Linked DNA regions of Rattus norvegicus: region 1 is linked to region 2. Evidence: chromatin contacts called from public Hi-C data. All regions are on one chromosome and are shown on one strand. The core of a region is the stretch at or near the end of the contact, and the rest is flanking DNA. Distances in the headings are between cores, read along the strand shown.

Region 1 (5,367 bases), core at 2,859-5,358, 390 kb before region 2:
CTACATTGGCGCTGTGCCTCAGAGCTTGCCACAGTGTGCCTCATAGAACAGTCTAACAGAAAGCCCATAGGGAAAACACTTGGCAGGTGTCACAGTTTGCATCTGAAATATTCCCTCCATGTTTGGAGCACTGGATACCCAGCTGATGGGGTGGTTCTAAATCCTTTAGGAGCCGGGGTACCTGGTGAAAGCAGGTTATGGGTTTGAGGGGGAGGCTTTGGGTGCTATACCCAGCCTCTGATGCTTCCTTCTCTCTGTCTCCTCATCTGTCATAATGGCCCTCACCCCTTTATTCATGATGATCATCTGCTCAGGTGCATGAGGCCTACTCGTGGGCTAAATCCAATGAAACCATGAGCAGAAACAAATCCTTCCTTTTATTGATTCTTCCAGGTATTGTGGTGCTGGGGATACAAAAGGAACTTACACTGTGGGGGAGCAGGGTTATAAATACTTGTGTTGATGGTTGATGGGCTAGCAGCATGACTTAGTAGATAGAAGTGCCTGCTATCAAGCTTGATAACCTGATATGAGTTCAATTCTTCTCTCTCTCTCTCTCTCTCTCTCTCTCTCTCTCTCTCATACACACACACACACACACACATACACACGTGCACACACACACATATACACATGCACACACACAAACACACACACACAGAGAGAGAGAGAGAGAGAGAGAGAGAGAGAGAGAGAGAGAGAGACTAAATACATAGAACTTAAAGAACAAAATGAGTGAGTAGATTGCTCTGAGAATTTGGACTTAATAGTGATGGCTGGTTATTTATAATAGCCAGAAGCTGGAAAGAACCCAGATGCCCATCAACAGAGGAATGGATACAGAAAATGTGGTACATCTACACAATGGAATATTACTCAGCTATCAAAAACAATGACTTTATGAAATTCATAGGCAAATGGTTGGAACTGGAAAATATCATCCTGAATGAGGTAACCCAATCACAGAAAAACACACATGGTATGCACTCATTGATAAGTGGCTATTAGCCCAAATGCTTGAATTACCCTAGATGCCTAGAACAAATGAAACTCAAGACGGATGATCAAAATGTGAATGCTTTACTCCTTCTTTAAAAGGGGAACAAGAATACCCTTGACAGGGAATAGAGAGGCAAAGATTAAAACAGACACAGAAGGAACACCCATTCAGAGCCTGCCCCACATGTGGCCCATGCATATACAGCCATCCAATTAGACAAGATGGATGAAGCAAAGAAGTGCAGGCCGACAGGAACCGGATGTAGATCTCTCCCGAGAGACACAGCCAGAATACAGCAAACACAGAGGCGTATGCCAGCAGCAAACCACTGAATTGAGAATAGGACCCCCGCTGAAGGAATCAGAGAAAGAACTGGAAGAGCTTGAAGGGGCTCGAGACACCATATGTACAACAATGCCAAGCAACCAGAGCCTCCAGGGACTAAGCCACTACCTAAAGACTATACATGGACTGACCCTGGACTCTGACCTCATAGGTAGCATTGAATATCCTAGTAAAAGCACCAGTGGAAGGGGAAGCCCTGGGTCCTGCTAAGACTGAACCCCCAGTGAACTAGATTGTTGGGTGGAGGGCGGCAAGGGGGGGAGGATGGGGAGGGGAACACCCATAAAGAAGGGGAGGGGGAGGGGGGTGTTTGCCCGGAAACCAGGAAAGGGAATAACACTCGAAATGTATATAAGAAATACTCAAGTTAATTAAAAAAAAATAGTGATGGCTGGGTGTTGTGCTGTAGTGGTGCACACTGTTAGTCACAGCACTCAAGGCTCAGAGGCAGGCCAATCTCTGTGAGTCCAAGGTCAGCCTGGTCTACATAGTAAGACCCTATCTCAAAAAAGAAAAAAAGGAAGGAAGAAAGGAAGGGTGGAAGAAGGTCCTAAGAACGATAACACACTATATACAATTAAATCTATAACTTTGAGATTATAATTAATCAGTGAATAAATAACAAAACCGCATGCCTCCAGCTATATCGTCTTCCTGTAGGGATTTCTCCTGCATCCCTCTCAGTAGGACTAAAACCCTAGACCCTGAAGAGGACATCACCACAATGACAGTAAAATATTGAACAACTCTCTCCCTCCAGAAGATGACAGGTCACCAAGGTCCACACTGCTGCCAGAAGATTCTCACAGGCACTTGGTGCCTCATACCTGAGCCCTCTCTAAGACCACTTGCGCAGACAGAACCCTGCGCAGTACTGTAAACAAGGAGGAAGAGGCTCCCTGAGGAGAATGAGACGCCATCTTTCCACAGCTTCTTTGGTAATTTCTTTGCACAACATCTATGGCCCAATGCCTAGAACATCTTGAAGAAGGAAATGAATCTGAACTTACTCAATCTTCCTTTGCTCACCCAGATCGCCCCTTACTTACTCCTGCTTATTACTACTCACTAATCTGTTCACACTCTCTTCATCCTTCTGGTAGCTTCCCGAGAGCTCACACCTTTGTAAATGACAAACACGGCTGGCTATTCATCAAGAGAAACTGACAGAATCGAAGCTCCCAGGGATAGAAGGGATTGGTATGATGCTACTCTCTAAACATCTAAAAATCTCTTCTCTACAGTGCTAATAAAGCACAAGGAGAAGCAATTTCGGCCAAGCCAGCTCATCTCAAAAACACTCCTTTCACAGAGGCTAAGAGCAAGCTGTCCCCTCAGAAGAACAGTGGGGCACGCACAAATCAACAGCTTGATATACCTTAGGGTAAGACATGACCTTCAGAGCACTTTGAACCTGCCACCAGCTCCCTGAAGGGGCCAATTTATGAAAGGGCCAATGATGACGTCTGTGTGTACACAGTATTTCCAGAAAGTCCAGTTAACAGCTGTTTCTTTCACCTCTGTCACGTAAACGCTGAGCACAAAAGACATTTAAAATATCCAGTGCAAAAAGTCTTGCTACCACCAGCTTAGGCATTCCACCCTAGCTCGTGTCATGGTACCAACTGCCCAACTCAAAAGAACCATATATCAGAGAGATCCAGGAATCCAGGGATGGAATCACTCAAACCGAATCCACAGGCTTTGCGGTACTGGTGTTGGAATGACTCCTAAAGTTTCCGTGCTAGTTACCCAAGCAGATCCTGGCAGTCTAAGTCCTTAGGAATTCTCAGAAGCCCATGTTTATTCCTGCAAATTTCCTCAGAAGCTACTCAGGCTCTTCAATCATCACAAAAGTATCAACATAACAAGACAAGGAAAGTCTTTTCGGGGGGCATCCTTTGGTCCACTCGTGATTTATAATGTCCACGTAGCCAGTTACAGTGGGGGGAAATAATGGCTCCTCTCCTGTGATCTCAAGTGGGGGGAGGGGAGGGCTGAAGGGCCCCGAGTACCTTGAAGGGAATCAAGCAGCACCAGAGACAATAACTTGCTCCTTCTCTCCCTGCACTGAGTTGAAGTTGCAAAGATTCCTGGGCTATCAGGGATTTGTGGACCCCATAACCACTTTTCCTAAGTGGCATTTGCAATATTTACATATAGAACTGAGAGAAGGTGGCAGGGGCGGGGGGAGGGGGCTTTATGAAAAGAATAGTGACAATGATGGCTTGCCACAAGGTGTCAGTGTATGTCGCCACACGGTAAGTCAGTTCTAGCTGTTAAATCTGTGTACAGGATCATGTATCAGAATCAACGGCTATGTGTGTTTTATACCCTGGCATTAGCATAAAATGCATGTCTGTTGCTGTTCGTAGTAAAGAGAGCCATCAAAATACTAGGCTAGGCTTGCTTAAACACAGAAATAGAGAAGTGCTGGTGATTCCTCATCTCACCTAGACTCTGTTCCTTTTCCGTCTCTGAGCCAGTGTGTCCACTAGCACAGAGTAGATATCCCTCTCTCTTCTCTCTCCCTTCCTCCTTTGCTTTCTGAGTATCTTGCCTCTGTTTTTCTTGCTCAAAAGATACCAAACTACAGCAACACCTTCTAGGGGGTAAGATGAGAGCAGAACAAATCAAAGGGTCCACGTAAGAGAGACGACACATGTCCCTTCCCAGATAGCAGACCCCTGCTTACCTTTTTGCCATTCACAAAGAAGACCAACTCATCCGCAGTCATCGTGGCTGCTGGAGTCACTGAGCTCTTGAGAAGTAGTTGTAGATATCACTGCCCTGCAACTTGAAAGATACGCCTCCCAGCAAAATGAAACAAAGTTACCCAATGAGAAACAACCGGCTCCAGGCATGGACGGTTCTTGGCAAGAGTCACAGGTTTGCACAATCCAGGAAGGACGGGACAGCCACACGGCAAATCCTACTCTGCCCTCCTAGTCAAAGTGCACAGGCTTAGATTAGGGAGGCCCGCGTCTTGGCACCAGATGACTGTGAATTCTGGGCACCTGCCCTTGTGGAACCTGCTTCACCCTCCTCCCACTTACCATACCAGGAAGAGAGGGGGAAGGAGCCAGTTGTCAGCCAGCAAAGCTGATTCACTCTCTCCTCCTGTACACACTTGTTATTTTCCCAGTCTGGCTTACCCTGACACGGACTCGCCACTGGCGTGCTCAACTCATTCTCTCAGGGCCTGACAGAATGTGAAGGTCACAGACACGGATCCTCACGTCCAGACTCAAACCCTGACCTTTGACTACAGCCTGTCACTTACTGCCTGCAGAACTCAGCCATTTCATCTTGGAAAGGGACATCAAAATGATACCAAAAGCACAAAGCTAAAAAACAAACGGCCTCTCGGGTGTGCCTCATAAACTTGCAGAGAATGGAAATATTTATCATTCTTGAACAATCACTGCAACAATCCCGATAAATCATGTTCGAGACTTTCACAAAACCTGCCAAATTATCAGAGGTACTCACACACCAAACCATGTTTTAAACACCAAGGTAAATCAGAAAGCTAATACAACATCATCACAGTCTGTTAGCAGAACTGAGAACACCCCTCCCTCCTCCAACATCTGGTGTAAATGCCTATGCAGTGTCCACTCAGGCAATACCCGTGGGCTCTCCTGGCCCCAGCCCTCCCATCACTCCATTCCACCCACCCTCACATCAGCAGGCACTCTGTTCGTCCCCAGCCCTACGCTCACTCAGTCACATAGCCAACCTACAGGGGGACACTTCTCATAGCCCTGGAAGACCACAGAAAAGGAGAGAAGGAAATGAGTCAGATGTGCCTGGTACAACAACAACATCTTGAAAAACAGGACCCCTAGGACAGTCACATCATCAACACAACGCCCCCTCTGCTGGTGCAGCCCCGATAGAACCGAGAATGAACTTATGTGTCAGTCGATCAATATCCCAGTTTGCCCCCAGACTATGCTAGGGCTAGTGCAACAAATCCCAAGGCAAATGGAGATTCTGGTCATCATAAAACAGTACTT
Region 2 (5,146 bases), core at 2,625-5,124:
CCTTGCGCTTCCTAGGCAAGCGCTCTACCACTGAGCTAAATCCCCAACCCCCTTTGTTTTTTTTTAAATTATACACATACACACACACACACACACACACACACACACACACACACACACACGTACACACATACACACTAACCACTAACCTCCCTGGTTAGCAGATCCTTTTTATAAAAAGGGTCAAATATTAAGTATTTCAGGCTTATGTTCCACATACAATTTTACTTTTTGTTTTTTGAGACACGGTCTCTCTGTACCTGGTCTACGTAGCAGCTAAGACTACATAGAGACTCAGGCTTTCCAGGAACTCAGTATTAGACCAGGCTGATCTAGAACTCACAAACACATACCTGCCTCTGCCACACCTGGCCTTTTTCCCTTTTTGTTTTTTCTTAAACAACCACTTAAAAATTAAAACATCCAACTCCAAGGTGGGACCCAATCCCTCTAGCTTGAGAGGGTACCCCTGAGTTCATGTGCATACAGACACAGACAAACACAGAGAAAGAGAGAGAGAGAGAGAGAGAGAGAGAGAGAGAATTAAAATGATAATAAATCTTTTTTAAAAGAAAATTTAGCTAGTGAATGTTTTTTCCTTAACATTACAGGGTGTGCTTGGGATCTGAGCCATAGTCTGCTGATCCTTGTTGCACACTGGTAAAGAAATGAGGATTAATCTTCCTATAAGATTAGTTTTCCTAAAATGTTACTTGCATCATATTAATACCCAAGTCTAAAACCTCTATCAATGCACCTTGCTGAGTAAGACCAATCTCTATAGTACCTAGTATTTCCAGCTCCACTCTCCAATCCAGGCTTTCAAACTATACCAATAAGAACTGGCCATTCTCATTAAGTTGAACAGCTTACACTTACCTGCCTCTGTTTATGTGTGCTGTTTCCCAATCCCATGTTCTTTCCTCCTGTTCCAAACTTGACCAAATATCCTTCCTTCAGCACACAAATGAAATCCTACCTTTACATGACTCCACCCTCCTCAGAACATTTAAATGTACCACCTCAACCTAGCATATTTAGTTGCTTCTCTGAAGGTAGAATTCACTTCAAATGAACTCTAAATTCCTTGAGGGAAAGCAGAAGTTTATACCACCCTCAGTCAATGGATCTAACAAAAGGTAAATAAGAAAAAGACATGTGTACAACAATGCCAAGCAACCAGAGCTTCCAGGGACTAAGCCACTACCTAAAGACTATACATGGACTGACCCTGGACTCTGACCTCATAGGTAGCAAGGAATATCCTAGTAAGAGCACCAGTGGAAGGGGAAGCCCTGGGTCCTGCTAAGACTGAACCCCCAGTGAACTAGACTGTTGGGGGGAGGGCGGCAATGGGGGGAGGGTTGGGAGGGGAATACCCATAAGGAAGGGGAGGGGAGAGGGGGGAGGGGGATTTTTGCCCGGAAACCGGGAAAGGGAATAACACTCGAAATGTATATAAGAAATACTCAAGTTAATAAAAAAAGAAAAGAAAAAGAAAAAGACATGTATGAATGCATGTAATATAAATGTACAATTTTTTCTTACTGAAATAGCTAGGTAGCTGAAGTCAATGTGGCTTTATCCTTATTTCTTTCAATAACTGAATGCTTTCTATGTGTACAAACTGAACACTGGAAAAGACACAAAATGACAAACACAGCTTTCCTATTCCTCAGTTTTTTATTTACTAGTTGTTTAGAGAAATACAATAGCACAATACAAATAAAAACTCCCAATGGGTCATTATTTTAACATAGAACACAGTATCATAACCTACAGTACAGACACAGTTAGCAGACCAACTCTCTATTACATACCTATAAGTTTGCATCATTTGTCTTGAGGATACAAACAAGCTCTAAAACTAAAGTGCTCTAGTTTACCCTACTTCCTCAGTGTCAGACAAATTAAGGACGACCGGCAGGCAGTGCCTTTGATTCCATCACTAGGAGGCAGAGGCAAGTGAGTCTCTTCGAGTTCAAGGGAGTCCCAGTACACCATAGCATCACAGAGAAACCTTGGGGGGTCTCTCACAGACCCCAAAACATACACCAGAAATCCAATAAGGTTTTATTTAACTCACCCAGATTTGAGGGAAGAAAATAATTAGCTGTATCAACACTTTTAAGGAAACAGCCCATGCTTATTTACTAAAAAGTATCTACAGGCAAAATTTCCTGACCAGATAGATTAAAGACTACATCTTGTACTTAAACTCTAAGGAATTCTAAGACCAAAAGTGTGAACTGTGCCCAATTTTACTACCCACATATATATGTTTAACAATATAAAACTTCTCTTGGATATTTGCATTCCAATGCAAGCTACAACAATAGCTTAAAACATTTGTAACAAATGCATAGAAACACAATAAATGCCAAAAGACAACCATGAATATGAAAAATGTGACTTTCTAATTCTCCAAAACATACTGGGGGAAAAAAAACTTATTTACAAGCCTTGTATTTAACAATAACTAATATTAATAGTGCACTGACTATAAAGGGCAAACTCAGGAGCCAGAGACCTGGTTTATTCAATTCCTATTTTACCACAGGCCTAGTCTGGGGTGTAGCACTAAATTTCTCCGTTTCCCCAATACTGACACAAGAACAACTTAACTGACATTTTCAGGTTGTAAGAACTGATTAGAAGTCTATGAAGTACTTCAGGACCATGAAGGGAATCCACTGTAGGCATAAAATGTCACCCCTATCTAATGCAAAAGCCACAGCTACCTGTTAGCAGTAGTTCCAAACCCAACCGTGTAATTCTTTTGTGTCTTAACAGGGTAAACCCACTATGGACCAGCAAGGTACATGCACTTCAGGAGCTGGTTGAACAATCTCAGAAAAAAAACTGCCTTTCAGATTTTCCATTTCCCCAAAAGAATCGTGTCACTAGCCAACCCTAATACTTGCAAAGGAAACATAAAGGTTAGGGCCAGTTGCTGAGAAGCCCAGATGGTCTAGAGACCGACAGCAATCACGGAGGAACTTTTCTTTGTTAACAAACCAGAAATGTGACCCCTGAAAATAATCTCAGAAAACAATCCTTGTGAAGAGAGTTGTACTAGAGAGAAACGGCCCTACCCTTTCTTACCTATAGAACTACACATGGTTTTAAAGAGAGTGCAGACAAAATTCGCTCAAAACCTAAGCTAAACTAGGCAGGTTGTCCAGCACCTGCTCGGTGCTGAGCACTGGGCACTAAAGAGCTTGCTCAGGAAAAGTGCTGATGCCATCTCCAGCTGCCCCTGAATGACAGTAACAATGCAAACACTGACAAAAGAGCTAGGAGGCCACCCAGAGCCCCTGCCTGGCAGCAGCTCTGCCCGAGCCTCCACGTACAAAGCGACAAATCCCCCAGAGGCCCTGGTCTGACAGATCTTCCAAGCGAGACCAGGAGTAGCAACATGAGAGATAGGGAAAAAAGTACTGCCTGTCACTCCTTTCAGGGGAGCGGGGTGCCTCAAGGGTGGTGGTAAAAGCTGAGGTCCCCTCGGCCAGTCTCTGGCACGAGGACCGCGCCAACCCGTCCTTCCCCACCGCAGAGGCCGTCCGCGGAGCCACGGAGCCCGCGCTCGCCCCGGCCGGGTCCGGCCAGCAACTCCTCGCCCAACTCCACGGGCGCCAGGCCGCCGGCCCGAGCGCCGGGTGGGGGAGGCGGCGCGGCCCGGCCCGCTCCCGCGGCACGCGGTCCGCGCCTGCCGCCCTCCGCCCCAGTCCCCGCCCGCCGGACCCCGGCTGCCCAGCTCCACAGCCCGGGCGGCCTCGTGCCCTACCTGAGGCGGTGTACCAGCTCCCGGCGTGGCTGGCTTCCCGGCAGACCACTCGGTTGGACATCTTGGAGCCTGTGCCGCCTATGGTGCACGAGGATGAATGAGGAGGCGGCGGCGGCGGCGGCTCCGCGAGGGGACGAGACGCCGCGGGCCCAGCCCAGGAGGAGGCGGCCGCGGGGAGGGGACCGGCCCGACCCAGGAGGAGGAGGAGGAAGAGGAGGAGATGGCAGCCGGGGCGGGCAGCGGCAACAATCACCACAAACTCTGCCGGCCTCCGGAAGACGAGGCCCACCGCGGCTTCACTGGAGCCGCGCGGCCGCGGAGTCGCCGCCGCTGCCCTGACCGGGCTGCTTCCGCGAGCCGCCCCGGGCCCCGCCGAGCGCGGCCTGCCGAGCCTCCCGCTGACCCCACCCCCGTGACTCCGCGCCCTCCCCCACCCGCCCCGCCCCCACCGCCAGGCCTCCCTCCTGCCGCGCGCCCGCCGGCCCCGCCCCGCCCCGCGCCTCCGCCCGCCGTGCCGCGCGCTCAACGGCGGAAGCGGGACGGGCCCCGCGCCATCCGGGGTCCGGAGGCCGCGGGCCAGGCGGCGGCGATCTGTGCCACCCCCACAGCCCGGGGCCGGGGCCTGAACCCGGTGAAGGCAGAGCCTGGGAAGCCCACGCGTCCTTACTCGCCGCGCTACCGGGTCCGGCCCACTGAGCATGCCCAGCGCCGCGGCCCGGCCCGCCGAGGAGGCTCAGCGAGCACGCTCCGCTCTCCGGGGTTTAGCGCCAGCAGAAGCTGGGGGCGGGGCGCAGGACGCAACCGCGAGACGAGGAGAGCCCCTTCCCCCAGCTGCCTGGCTTGTCCCCGCGCGCCGCTGGTTCAGTACGCACACGCGGTCGCTGCCCGCCAAGTACGGCCGGGGTTCCCCCTTCCCCCGCGTCCTTGGTGGGTTCCCACCCTTGGGGTGTCGCCCAGGAATGCGAGTCTGGGGCCGCGCCGCGAAGTTTCCCTAGTAGAAACTATGCGCGCGGCGAGGCGTACAGGGATGGTAGGATATGGGGAGAGGACCCTGTGAAATGTAACCTTCGCTTCCCAGGCTCGCCCTTACGACCTAATAATGTCTTTGGCACAGTTATATTTACTAATTGTATTCTGGGTATAACCGCAATGTGACAGATTGTCTCAGTTACTTCCTACTGTATAAAATGGGGTGACATTCCGGAGGGAGGGGTACCTAGGATTATGAGTTAAAATGTGCGAGGAGCCTGACAGGGTAAGGAATACTACAAATGTCACCCTTCACTTATAAAATCCCAGTATTCCACGTAACTGTCGGCAGCAAAAGAATTCCTTTTCAAGTTGGGTAGAATCACAAAG

What was found. A called contact is a pair of places that touch in the nucleus more often than the background predicts.
Region 1: a Hi-C map of mammary epithelial cells shows a contact between it and region 2, with 1.7 times the contacts expected there. The contact joins the promoter of Xdh here to the promoter of Memo1 in region 2.

What each region holds. Positions count from the first base shown.
Region 1 is chr6:27,281,060-27,286,426 of GRCr8, reverse strand. Xdh (xanthine dehydrogenase) reads right to left here and starts at 4,108. Exons shown (of 36, transcript NM_017154.2): 1 at 4,041-4,108. The coding sequence starts at 4,082.
Region 2 is chr6:26,895,830-26,900,975 of GRCr8, reverse strand. It overlaps Memo1 (mediator of cell motility 1), which reads right to left and starts at 3,874. Exons shown (of 9, transcript NM_001029917.1): 1 at 3,788-3,874. The coding sequence starts at 3,848.